Linked DNA regions of Macaca mulatta: region 2 is linked to region 1. Evidence: chromatin contacts called from public Hi-C data. All regions are on one chromosome and are shown on one strand. Each heading gives the region's core, a stretch centred on a gene start, on an enhancer-like site or on the middle of the called end of the contact. The rest is flanking DNA. Distances are from core to core; before and after follow the strand shown.

The links. A called contact is a pair of places that touch in the nucleus more often than the background predicts.
Region 2: a contact with region 1 is called in a Hi-C map of cortical neurons, with 3 times the contacts expected there. The contact joins the promoter of SRD5A3 here to the promoter of TMEM165 in region 1. A contact is called at or near these places in 4 of 14 Hi-C or Micro-C datasets (cortical neurons, fetal cortex germinal zone, fibroblasts and 1 more).

The regions. Positions count from the first base shown.
Region 1 is chr5:78,100,185-78,106,595 of T2T-MMU8v2.0, reverse strand. It overlaps TMEM165 (transmembrane protein 165), which reads left to right and starts at 3,696. Exons shown (of 6, transcript NM_001266322.1): 1 at 3,696-4,079. The coding sequence starts at 3,867.
Region 2 is chr5:78,152,147-78,158,605 of T2T-MMU8v2.0, reverse strand. SRD5A3 (steroid 5 alpha-reductase 3) reads left to right here and starts at 4,921. Exons shown (of 5, transcript NM_001257949.1): 1 at 4,921-5,201. The coding sequence starts at 4,981.

The DNA of each region.
Region 1 (6,411 bases), core at 2,447-4,946:
TTACCTTCTTATATAATCTACCGGGTGCTAGGAATATAAAGATAAAAGGCATAACCTTACCATCTAGAAGCTTAAGGCCTAGTAAGGATTTTGGAAAAAAGACATTAAAATACAGTGTAGACCCAGCGCAGTGGCTCACACCTGCAATCCCAGCACTTTGGGAGGCCGAGGTGGGTGGATCACTTGAGGTCAGGAGTTTGAGACCTGCCTTGCCAACATGGTGAAACCCCGTCTCTACTAAAAATACAAAAATTAGCTAGGCATGGTGGCGGGTGCCTATAGTCTCAGCTACTTTGGAGGCTGAGGCAGGAGAATCACTTGAACCTGGGAGGTGGAGGTTGCAGTGAGCCGAGATTGTGCCACTGCACTCCAGCCTGGGCTACAGAGCGAGACTCCATCTCTACATAAATAAATAAAAAATAAAATATAGGATGGGTGGAGTGGCTCACACCTATAATCCCAGCACTTTTGGGAGGCCAAGGCGGGCAGATCATGACGTCAGGAGATCAAGACCATCCTGGCTAACACAGTGAACCCATCTCCACTAAAAATACAAAAAATTAGCCAGGCGTGGTACCACATGCCTGTAATCCTAGCTACTCAGGAGGCTGAGGCAGGAGAATTGCTTGGACCCGGGAGGCAGAGGTTGCAGTGAGCTGAGATCACGCCACTGCACTCCAGCCTGGGCAACAGAGCGAGACTCTACCTCAAAAATATATACATAAATAAAATAAAATACAATGTAATGCACATGTAGTAGTGTTTCTTTCCATAGGATGCTTGACAGTGGTTACATTTTAGTAAGACTGTATCAGTGTAGGCTATGATAAAAAAAAATCATCTTGGAATTGTTGAGTCACCCACATCCTTATTGGGTAGGGGGTCAAATAAGTAGCTTCAGTTGTTCTTCAAGAAAGGTATCAGGAAAGCTCCTACAGTTTTTAAATTTTTTTTTTTAAGGGAGTTAGTCACCAATGAGGACTAGAAGGATGATGGCTCTAAACTCTCAAGTGGTGAAAACTAGAATCAGCCTTGATTTAGCATGCCTGAGCACTGACCCCAGGAGGTAGATGTGTGTGGAAACAGAAATAAATCTCATGAGAATCAGACACCTAGAGCCGAGCCTGGCAGCACCTGAGGGCCCTTGGATCAGGGTGACACTGGGGCAGGCTAGAAAGGTCTTACTCTGGCCCAGAGTAAGACTCTGATGCTTTGCTGACACCACTGTGCCAGTTCGCCAATGCTTTATCTCCATTTATGTTACATCTTCTGCCAAATAGCTTTGCTGCCTTGCCCCTGAGCCACTGCACACTCAGGAGCTAGTGCTTCAGCATCCTGCAGCTGTAGCCCAGAAGTCCTCACTGCCTCATATGTTGAGATGACTGAATTTGGCCAGGAGTCCTTCCTGAGACAACCCTGGAGTGTGGGCAGCCCATCCTACAAAATAAACAAAGCAGCTTTCAGCAATGAGGGACACACAGCCAGTTTTGCTACATTCACCCTTCTGGCTCTGTCTTTAGTCTAAGCTGCTCCCTTCAGGTCCCTCCCTTGGGACCTCAAGCCACCCTTTCAGGCCCCTTTTAAGCACAGCAATTCCTGTATGATTAAAGGGAGGTAGTTGAAGAAGTTTGGGCTTCTGGGTTTTATGTTATTACTGGCTTATGAAAGCTCAAACATTTGCACTCCAGGGATGATAGTTGCATCTGTTAAATTTAGTGTAAAGCTGCCTCCTTACGTATTTTAAGTTCAGCCTAAAGGTTTCCCCATACCTAGTGAACTGTAGCCTAACTGGGTGTGTAAACAGACTGTAACCTATTCTTGTACGAATCACAGAGTGTTGGCCGATCACAAGTGTCCAACTGTTCAAACCGTGTTCAAATAAGGCAAACCCCAGCTATAACCAATCCAGCTGTTTTGGTCCCTCAATTATGTTTTCTGTAAGTCACTTTATTTTTTCCGACCACTCGGCAGGACTGGAGCCTCTCTGAACTTACTTTGGTTTGGGGTCTTTTTGATTTGCAAATCATTCTTTGGGTTCTTTGCTTGATTAAACGCTGTTAATTTGCCTAAGGTTTTTCTTTTAACACACCCCCAAACTGTGTGGTGGCATCCTACTTACACAATAATAGAAGCATGCATAAAGCTATAACATGAAGGAACAAGTGACAAATTCTGTAAGGGCAGGTGTTAGGGAAAACTTCTGAGAGTGGAGGCCTGAATAGGGTTTGGAAGTATGAGTAGGAGTTTACAAGGGGAACTGCGGACAGAGCAACATGGACGGAGACCGGAAGCGCACACCTGTAATCCCAACACTTTGAGAGAAGGTGGGCGCATCACCTGAGGTCGGGAGTTCGAGACCAGCCTGACCAACATGGAGAAACCTCATCTCTACTAAAAATACAAAATTAGCCGGGCATGGTGGACCATGCCTGTAATCCCAGCTACTCGGGAAGCTGAGGCAGGAGAATCGTTTGTACCTGGGAGGCGGAGGTTGCAGGGAGGCGGAGGTTGCAGTGAGCTGAGATGGCGCCATTGCACTCCATCCTGGACAACAAGAGTGAAACTCCGTCTCAAAAACAAAAACAACCCGAAAAACAAAACAAAAAAACATAGACGGAAATTTTACTATCCTATGACAAACACGGTATCTTCGGTGAACTCAAAGTAGGTTCGCCCACTTTCCCACAGATTGTTTTGGTAAATTAATTTTTTGTTTCAGTTGGTGATAAACTTCCTTAGCTCTTTACTGAGTACAGGTTTACTGTATGTAAATATGTGTAATATTAGATTAGTGCCTGGCACATGGTTAGCACTACCGATTTTTATTAGGGACTCGGTCTCAGTCAAACTTATGGTAGCTCACTTTTCTTTTGGGAAGACGTAAAAATACTCTCAAGCCTAACCAACCATCCTTTCCTGTCTTCTAGTCTTGCTCACCCAAAGCTCCATCCTGCAAAAGTCTTAAACAGTCCATTTCAAAAGCCCAGCATTTTTAAAGGGTCTAAGGAGTAACACAAAACAAGATGCACCCAAAACGTCAAGGCCATACTGGACGAGGGCAACGTTAGCCATTTTTGGTCTGGGATAATTATAGGCAGTATCTTAAAACAAGGCTTGAAAAATGTCATGTTATTTCCAAATCCCATTTCAGAACTTAAAAAAAAAAAATAGCGTTTTGAGCTCCTAAGAACGTTTTTGGCGGTAGGTGGGCGCATGGAGGGGTGGCACAGACGCTCGGCAAGGGAGAGCGGAACAGAGCTGGGCGTGGCGGTGCCTGCGAGCCAGCGCCACGTAACCAGAGGCGCTCGCGCTAATTTGACCTCTAAGAGAGACTAAGCGCAGGGAACAGCGGGTGCGGACATGACGGCGGAAGGCTCAGGACGAAGCAGACGCGAAGAGCCCCGCAGTCCTGGGACTGTGGGGCAGAGAAAGGAGGGCCGGGACGCGGCGCGGGTAGGATGCGAGCAGAGGAAGGACACGCGGTGCCGGGTACCTGCCGGGAGCGCCGGGTCCAATGGGAGGAGGGCGCGCGCCGCTCCTCAACCTGGCCGAGGACGTCACGACGCCGAGGCGGACGCCGGGCCAATGGGAGGCCGTCGCGGGCAGGGACGGGGCCGAGAGGAGCCTGGGCTGGGTCGCGCGGAGTCGGTTGGTTGACTCCAGTGTAGCCGCCGCCTGAGAGGACTGGGGCCTGCCCCTCACTTTACTCCCGCCGCTTGCACTTCCCGGATGGTGCTGACTGCTCTCTAAGCGGCGGCGGCGGCGGCGAGTCGTGAGGACGCGCCGCGGAGGCTGTTCGGGGTCGAGGCTTCCTGTCGCCGCACTTCCTCTTGCGGTGCCCGTGCGCGGCCGGCCCGGCGGGCGGGATGGCGGCCGCGGCCCCAGGGAACGGCCGCGCATCGGCGCCCCAGCTGCTTCTGCTCTTTCTGGTTCCACTGCTGTGGGCCCCGGCTGCGGTCCGGGCCGGCCCGGATGAAGACCTTAGCCACCGGAACAAAGTATCGCCGGCGCTTGCCCAGCAGCTGCAGCAGCAGCAGCAGCCGGTGGCCGTGCAGGGCCCCGAGCCGGCCCGGGTCGAGGTGAGCGGGCCGGGCCGGGGCGGCGGGGGATGGGGCGGGCGAGGCTGCGGGGCCGGCTGCGCCGGGTACCAGGCTCCAGGCCTCTGAGAGCGCCGCCCTCCGCCGCCTCTGCTGGGGGAGGGGAGCCCGGCCCCTGCTCCCGGGGTGGAGGGCGGTCGGCTGCGCTGTTTTCCGGTGAGGCCTGGTCCTGCCCGCTCCTTTAGGGAAAGGGAGAGGGAGAGTCCAAGAGGAGCCCGCTGTAAACGTTGATCTCCGGAGGACCAAGGTGCTGCTCAGGGATGGGCGTTTTATTGATCAGATGTGTCTTAGAGTAGCTGGAAAGACTCATCCCTACCAAAAAGTTTTTAACAGATGGCTGCTAGGAGGCTTTTTGTATTCCCTGAGGATCATCACATCGGCCATTTCATTGTTGAAATAGCTTATCCCAAACTGCTTACCCAAATTCAACTTGGCACTGCCTGTGCTTCTTACCAAATAAATATGGATTATGAACCATGACTCTCACTTTTTTAAAACGTGCTTTGGCTAGCAGGAAGTACCCTTTAGGAACGCAGAGGAATTGGTCTCCGGCAGTACAGCGTCCTGCAGCGGTGTGGGATGTCAAAACTACATTTATAAGTAAAACAGAATCCTGTATTTTGTCCTTCACTGAATAGATACTATAAATTAACTTTTTAATCTGTTAATAGAATCAGTCCTTAGTCACTTGGCAGCGTTTTAACATTTCTTCTCTCTCCCAGTCGTGGGCTTTCGCGTCATTTCCAGTATCTGCTCCCTGAATCCTGGCCAGTGTGGCACTCAAACCCCCACTCCCACCCAGGCCATCTCCACGTAACTAATCTTCCCAAACGTTGAATTCTGCCATCTTGTCAGAAGTCTTCGGTGAGTTGCCTGCACTCATTTCAGTCCAGCCTTTTTAGGAGAGTGATGTTCAGGTTTCTCCTGATCTGGCTCCAGCTCACCTCCAGGCTTTTTGGCCACCGCTTTCTTGGCTCATACGCTAAAGGGATGTGCTCATCTGCAAAAAAGAATGTGCTTCAAGAACCCTTTGGGACAGGCCTTGTGCTCTCTTGCCAGTTTCTCCCTAACAGAAGACCTTTTCAAAGAAAAAGACCTAGAGTTTGAAGCCACAAATCAATTCTTCCCACCTTGGAGAACCAGCAGATACCTACTCTCTGTGAAGCCTTCCCTAAAATTTCTTGGTTAAGAGTGATTTATCTCTGACCTTTCCTTTCATTTCCTTTCCTCCCTCCTCTCTCCTCTCTCCTTTTCTCCTTTTCTCCTTTCCGTTCCTTTTTCCTTTCCGTTCCTTTCATTTCTTCTTTCCTTTCCGTTCTTTTCTCCTTTCCGTTCCTTTCTCCTTTCTGTTCCTTTTTTCTTTCCGTTCTGTTCCTTTCGTTTTCCTTTTCCTTTTCCTTTTCCTTTGTTGAGACAGGGTCTTGCTCTGTCGCCCAGGCTGGAGTGCAGTGGCGCCATCTTGGCTCACTGCAAACTCTAATTGATCCTCCCACCTCAGCCTCCTGAGTGGCTGGGACTGCAGGCGTGTGCTAACACGCCCGGCTAATTTTTATTTTTTTTTTTTAAGAGAGGAGGTCTCACTGTGTTGCCGTGTCTGGTCTCAAACTCCTGGGCTTAAGCGCTTCTCCGGCCTTGGCCTCCCAAGTGCTGGTGAGCTCTCACACCGGTGCATTGTTTTTGTGTTTCATGTTTTCATTACATGTTACTTTCTTAGGCTTTTCCAGTTTTCTGTTGTTTTTCTGTGTAAGACCATAGGATAGAAATTTCTGAGAGACTGATCTTGGTTTCACTAAGCAAGAACATTTGTAAGAATCAGTGCTGTCCCGGATGTAGTAATCGATATTGAGAAATAATGAAGTTCCCCTTACTGGAAGTGCTCAGGAAGAAGTTGAATAACTGCTTATGAGGAGATTCTGGTGTGAGAGGGAAGCTGGGAGCTAAAGTTACTGGGAAGTGAAGATTTTGTGAGCCGATTTCATCCTCACAGCAGCCCGTTAAACAGGCAGAGGAGGTGCCGTTTCCCGTTTATGGATGGAGAAACCTAGGTTTGGAAGGAGTAATGGTTTAATATCACAGCTAGTTTTCAGCAGAACCAGAGTTAGAATCTGGACTTCTATGCCTTACTAAGTTTTATTAGCATTCATTGTGTCTTAACTTTCTCTTTTGACTTATTTAATTCATTAATGGATTTTAATGGTTTATTTGGATTGTATGCTGGTGTAGTTCTTTGATCTTGAGCTTAGCTTTCTCTTTCTCCTTTTTTGGGGAGCTTTATTGTGTATATTGTGGCACGTTTACACACACATCTTGCTGC
Region 2 (6,459 bases), core at 3,672-6,171, 51 kb before region 1:
TCACTGGAAAGGATCCTATAGGCTTCTTTAAGATGCGCTTTGTTCTCCCTCCTTCACCTCCTACAACTGCCCCTTTCCCAAACCTATGAAATCAAACTATGCCTTGCCTCATGCCAGATGACAAAAGTAAGGTCTCAGCAGTAGAAATAGGAGACCTAAGGTAAACCATAGCCATTGAAACAGGGTATAAAGATGTAAATGCCTGGTTAAAATGGATTAAATATTCCTTTCACACTTCAAACAAAAGCAACTGTTAGGCTTGTGTGCACGGTAGGCCAAAGGCCCAGGTTGTTCCCTTTCCACTGGGGTGGTCCTCAAATCAAGCGGACATGGAGTGCATGGTAGCTCTTTTTCAAGATTCCACTGCCTGGAATAACAAATTGTACCAAGCTCTTTCCCCGCTATTTCCTGAAGCGCAACACCCTGTGGGTCAGCCCCTGAGGGCCATCCAGTCTCCATCTTCCAAAACCAACTTTACCTTGTGTCTCTAATGACAAGAGGAAAATTTTGGCATTCCTTGGAGACTTAACAGGATGCAGTGAAGTCAGGCACTTCCAAGAGCTGATCCATCAGTCTGCCCTTACTCATTGCTGAGCGGATGTATGGTGGTATTATAGAGGACCTTTACTGGACACTCTGCCAAATAATTAGAGCAGTACTTACACTTTAGTTCAATTGGCTATCCCTTTTACCTTGACATTTCATCAACAGAAAAAGAAAAAAACTGTAGCCTCGATTCTTACCTCTTTAACAACTATAATAAGTGTACTCTACTCCTTCATCTTAGGTATTATGTTGTACCACACATCCAGGAGTTAATCAAAACAACTAAGCCAACACATGTTAATCAAGTTTGAAGAGGACAATTAAAAGAGGAGGGATTGTAGAAAGTAAAAAGTTTCCTCTTTAAAGATTTCCTTCTTGTTAAAGAATAAATTATAAGTGTTAGAAATAATAGTTTCTTTTAAAGACTTTCTTCAAGCCTCCTTGCTTTGTGCCAATAACTCTTCGTTAAGTCCTATCCTATGTAACTGTTGGACGTGCTCACAGGCAGGTTCCAGCTCACAGCCTATGCCCCTTCCTTATTTGGAAACGTTATTGCTTCCTTACACCTTTCGTAAGCAACTTCTTTGTTCTTCCCTGCATTTACCTATTCAGAAAAGTTTCAGGTTATTAGCAAATCAGGTATCAATTTAAGATTGTGAGGTTCCAGCCTGACCAACATGGAGAAACCCATCTCTACTAAAAATACACAATTAGCCAGGCATCGTGGCACATGCCTGTAATCCCAGTTACTAGGGAGGCTGAGGCAGGAGAATTGCTTGAACCTGGGAGGCGGAGGTTGCGGTGAGCGGAGATCGTGCCATTGCACTCCAGCCTGGACAACAAGAGCCAAACTCTGTCCTAAAAAAAAAAAAAAGATTGTGAGGTCCCACTCCAGCCAATGGATGCAGGACACAGCAGTAAGGATAACCCAAATGCGTAAGGGATAAATATTTATGTCTCATTTTCTTTTGTTCAAGGGTGCTCTCACCATGGTTCCATCTGCGACTGAACGCCCTTTCTGCAGAAAGTAAAGATGGCCTTGCTGAGGGATCTTTTGTCTCTGTGCCGACTTTTCTTTGCCGCACCAATGATCTATTTCTAACAATTTTGGTATTTCTAACATCTTTTATATCCTTATTAGATTTACTCCTAGACATATATTTTATGCCATTGTGAATTGTATCTTTGAAACATACAATATATTGTTTGTTGCTGAGAAATAAAAATGTACAATTTCCTGTTTGTTGCGGGGAAATAGAAATCATATTTATGAACAGATTTTTATCTCCAGCAACCTCCCCAAACTCTCCTGCTAGTTCTGATACCTTATCTGTGCATGCCATTGGAGTTTCTATTATTGGAGTTTCATATAATCGTCAAATAATGACAGTGTTATTTCTTACTTAGTAGTCCTTATATGTTTTCTTTCTTTTTCTGATTTATTGAGATGGCTTGTGACCTAAAGCACTGACTCTAAGGGTGATTGAATTTAGATTCATATTTTGAAGGTAGAGCCAACAGGATTTGCTGACTGACTGTATTTAGACTATGACAGAAAGGAATCAAGGCTGAGTTCAACGTTTTTCCCCTGAGCAACTGGAAAAATGGCTTTGCCATTTACTGCAGGCAAGACCAGTAGTTTGTTGAACATGTAGTGCAGTTAATTAAATGAAGAAAAAAATGCTCACTGATATTTATTAGCAATGATCTTTCTAACAGATGTTAGCCTGGTATTCCACTTTCGAACTAACTCACTCCAGTCAGGATTTACATTCACAAATACTCCCGGGAGGGTGTAGCTTATGGCTTTCTGTTCAGCCACTGCCATCTACAGGGGGCTTCTCTGAATATAAACTGTGCATGCTGATTATAATCTAAAAAATATCCAGGCAGGGTGGCTCACGCCTGTAATCCCAGCACTTTGGGAGGCCGAGGCAGGCCGATCATCTGAGGTCGGGAGTTTGAGATCAGCCTGACCAACATGGAGAAACCCTGTCTCTACTGAAAATACAAAATTAGCCTGGTCTGGTGGCACGTGCCTGTAATCCCAGCTACTCGGGAGGCTGAGGCAGGAGAATAGCTTGAACCTGGGAGGCAGAGATCGCGGTGAGCCAAGATCGTGCCATTGCACTCCAGCCCGGGCAACAAGAGTGAAACTCCATCTCAAAAAAAAAAAAAAAAAAAAAAAAAAATCAAAAAAATATATGGGATAATTTTCCCCTCCAGCCTCCTCAACCCTTCCTGTTTCCACAACACACACACACACACACACACACACACACACACACACACACACACACACACACACACACACACTCCTACCTTGTTTTCAATCCTCCCCCAGGTCAGACAACTGTTAAGAGAAACTCCTACCTAGGAAACTGAGTCCCTGCAATGCACTTACAAGTAGCTTCTCTGAAAAGAAAGAGATCATGGAAAAGCCAGCTGCATTTCCAGGGAGTTAACCTAAGAACAATAAAGAAACAGTGAGGCCGGGCGCGGTGGCTCAAGCCTGTAATCCCAGCACTTTGGGAGGCCGAGATGGGCGGATCACGAGGTCAGGAGATCGAGACCATCCTGGCTAACACAGTGAAACCCCGTCTCTACTAAAAATACAAAAACTTAGCCGGGCGAGGTGGCAGGCGCCTGTAGTCCCAGCTACTCGGGAGGCTGAGGCAGGAGAATGGCGTGAACCCGGGAGGCGGAGCTTGCAGTGAGCTGAGATCCGGCCACTGCACTCCAGCCTGGGTGACAGAGCGAGACTCCGTCTCAAAAAAAAAAAAAAAAAAAAAAAAAGAAACAGTGAAGTGGTGCCAGGTGCGGTGGCTCATGCTTGTAATCCCAGCACTTTGGGAGGCTGAGGCGGATGGATCACGAGGTCAGGAGATCGAGACCATCCTGGCTAACACAGTGAAACCCCGTCTCTACTAAAAATACAAAAAAAAAAAAAAAAAAAAAATTGGCCGGGTGTGATGGCAGGTGCCTGTAGTCCCACCTATTCAGGAGGCTAAGGCAGGAGAATGGTGTGAACCTGGGAGGCAGAGCTTGCAGTGAGCAGAGATCAGGCCACTGCACTCCAGCCTGGGCAACAGAGCTAGACTCCGTCTCAAAAAAAAAAAAAAGAAAAAAAAAAAAAAAAAAAGGAAAGAAACAGCGAAAGGGAGACTCCTGCAAAAGAGATCCAGGATCACTCAATAAGGCTTCATTGTCCTAGCTAGAATACCAATTTGACCATCCTTTATCACCTGGCTGTCAAAGGATTGGTAAAGCCTTAGGTGTTGTTGCACAAAGAAGCAAAATTCTAAAAGCTTGCTCATTTAACAATCCAAAGTCCCACTAACCTACCCACCCTGATATTTATTCAACACACACATCGGCTATCTCATTGGAGTAAGGGTGATGAGTTGGCTACCTCTCCCCTCTTCCACTTCTCACCCACCACCCAGTCTCAAAAATGTAAGCTCCAAATAGGCAGTGACAATTGTCTTGTAAACCCCTCTGTCCTCAGTATCCAAAATGATGCCTGTCATACAGTAGGCATACAATATTTCAGAATTAACATTTTAAAGGCTTTTAAATACTTAAAAGAGCTAGATTTTCACTTATAGTAAATAAAATCAGTGTTGTTTAAAATCAGTGAGTCAATAAATAGCATTGTCACTACCTGAGATAAATGTTACAGGAAACAGCTGATGGAATTTAAAAACTTTGCTTTTAAGGATTGAAACCCTATTGGGAAGCGACTGCTGTTTTTTAAACACAGTTTTTACCACTATAATTTTTATTATTACGTGCAATTACTTGTCTACATGTTTACATTATACACATATGCAACACATTTCCAACATCCTAACACGATTATTCATTTTTGTGTGATCTGCCTTATCCATATATACAAACATTCATATTAATACAGTTGTTTGCAATCATAGCTATGTATTTTTACATCTGGTTTTTTTTTTCACTTCACATACTGTTTCCTAAACAGCTTTCTGTGTTTCTACACTCGTCATAATAATTCTCAATGACTGCATGATATTCTAACATGTTAGTGTAGCACAATTTAGCTAAATAAAGTGGAACATGTAAGGTTTCCATTTTTTGCCTTGGAGATAATGCTGATAAGAGTGGCAGACACGTGGTCTCATCTGTTTTGCGTCTTTACTTCTGATTAATCATATTCTCGAAATCCATCTAAGCGTCTCCATATCCAGATTAGGGACTGCGAGCGACCAGCCGGCGCCAGCACAACCGGGACCAAGGACCTCCGCGGCTGAGCGGCCACTCCAGGAGGGGCTCTGCGCGTCCCCGCCCCGCACCGCGTCACCGACGTCCCGCTAGGCTGAGACCTGCGCGCGGCGCGCCAGTGGCCGCTTTTCCGCGGACAAGCGGGCGGTGGGGGCGCCAGCAGCTCGGAAGGCGGGCACGCGGGCCATGGCTCCCTGGGCGGAGGCCGAGCTCTCGGCGCTGAACCCGCTGCGCGCGGTGTGGCTCACGCTGACCGCCGCCTTCCTGCTCACCCTACTGCTGCAGCTCCTGCCGCCTGGCCTGCTCCCGGGCTGCGCGATCTTTCAGGACCTGATACGCTATGGGAAAACGAAGTGTGGGGAGCCGCCGCGCCCCGCCGCCTGCCGCGCCTTTGATGTCCCCAAGAGGTAACCGAGCCGCGGAGGCCCAGGCGCGGAGAGTTCAGGGCGCCCCGGCTCGCGGGCAGCCGACAGGGGGCAGCAGAGGCGGGACCCGGCCTAGGAGGCCCCGGCGGGTTCCCGGGCGCAGCACGGCGCTCCCTCCGCCAGACCCCGGCCATGCCCGGGCTGCTGCGTGGCTCGGGGGAGCAGTGCCCAGGTGTCCGCGGACGCCGAGGGAGAGCGGAGCCGCTTGCACTCGGCTGGAGGAATGTGAACTGATAGCCGCACGGAGCCTTTCCCTGTGGGAAATGGCGACGCATCCGAATTTAGGCCTGGTCATCCGAATTTAGGCGGCAAAATGAAGTCCCCCTTGCCCCAGATTCTCCTCTTGCCCGTCCCCTGCACTCCAGTGGCTCATACCCTAACTTGAGGTCACCGGAATCATTTGTGGAAATGAAGTCAGGCTGGCTCTTCGGCCTCGGCTTCCCCCATTTCTCTCCCCAACCCTCGCAGTGGGAACAAAGGACTGAGTCGCCCTAGCCCGCACCTAGGCAGGTGCCCCTGGGGAAGGTGATCCAAGGTGCACGTCATAGGCAGGCCCGTCCCGAAGCTCCATTTGACTTTCGAAAGATTCTGTAACCTAGTTCAGCGAAAGATTAAATCGTCAGGGTTTGAATAGAATCAGAGATTGTGAGACCTGTTATAATTTTCTTCTCCTTTTTCCACTTTGAATTCAGGACACAGCTGGAAAGAGTTGGCCAAATACTATTCGAGATGGTAGAAATAGAACAGTGCCTCTTAAGATGCATTTTAGGCCGGGCGCAGTGGCTCACGCCTATAATCCCAGCACTTTAGGAGGCCGAGGCAGGCGGATCGCTCGAGCTCAGGAGTTCGAGACCAGGCTGGGAAATATAGTGCGACTCCGTCTCTCCTGAAAATATAAAACATTGGCAGGGCGTGGTGGCGTGTGCCTGTAGTGCCAGCTACTTGGAATGAAGGCAGGAAGATCATTTGAGATCAGGCGGTAGAGACTGCAGTGAGCTATAATCATGCCACTGTACTCTAGCCTGGGTAACAGAGAAAGACCTTGTATTAAAAAAATTTTTTTTTTAAAGTTTAAAAACATCTGGGTTATCCCTTGAAACACTCATAGGCAGTGCCCCAGGTCCGCAGGCAACAAAGGGACGAGTATAACGTGGCTTCTAAAACTTGGATAATCTGTGAGTTTTGACTGTCAGAGAAAGATGTGTCAGGTGTTAACACAGAGAAGGGAGAACCAGGTCAT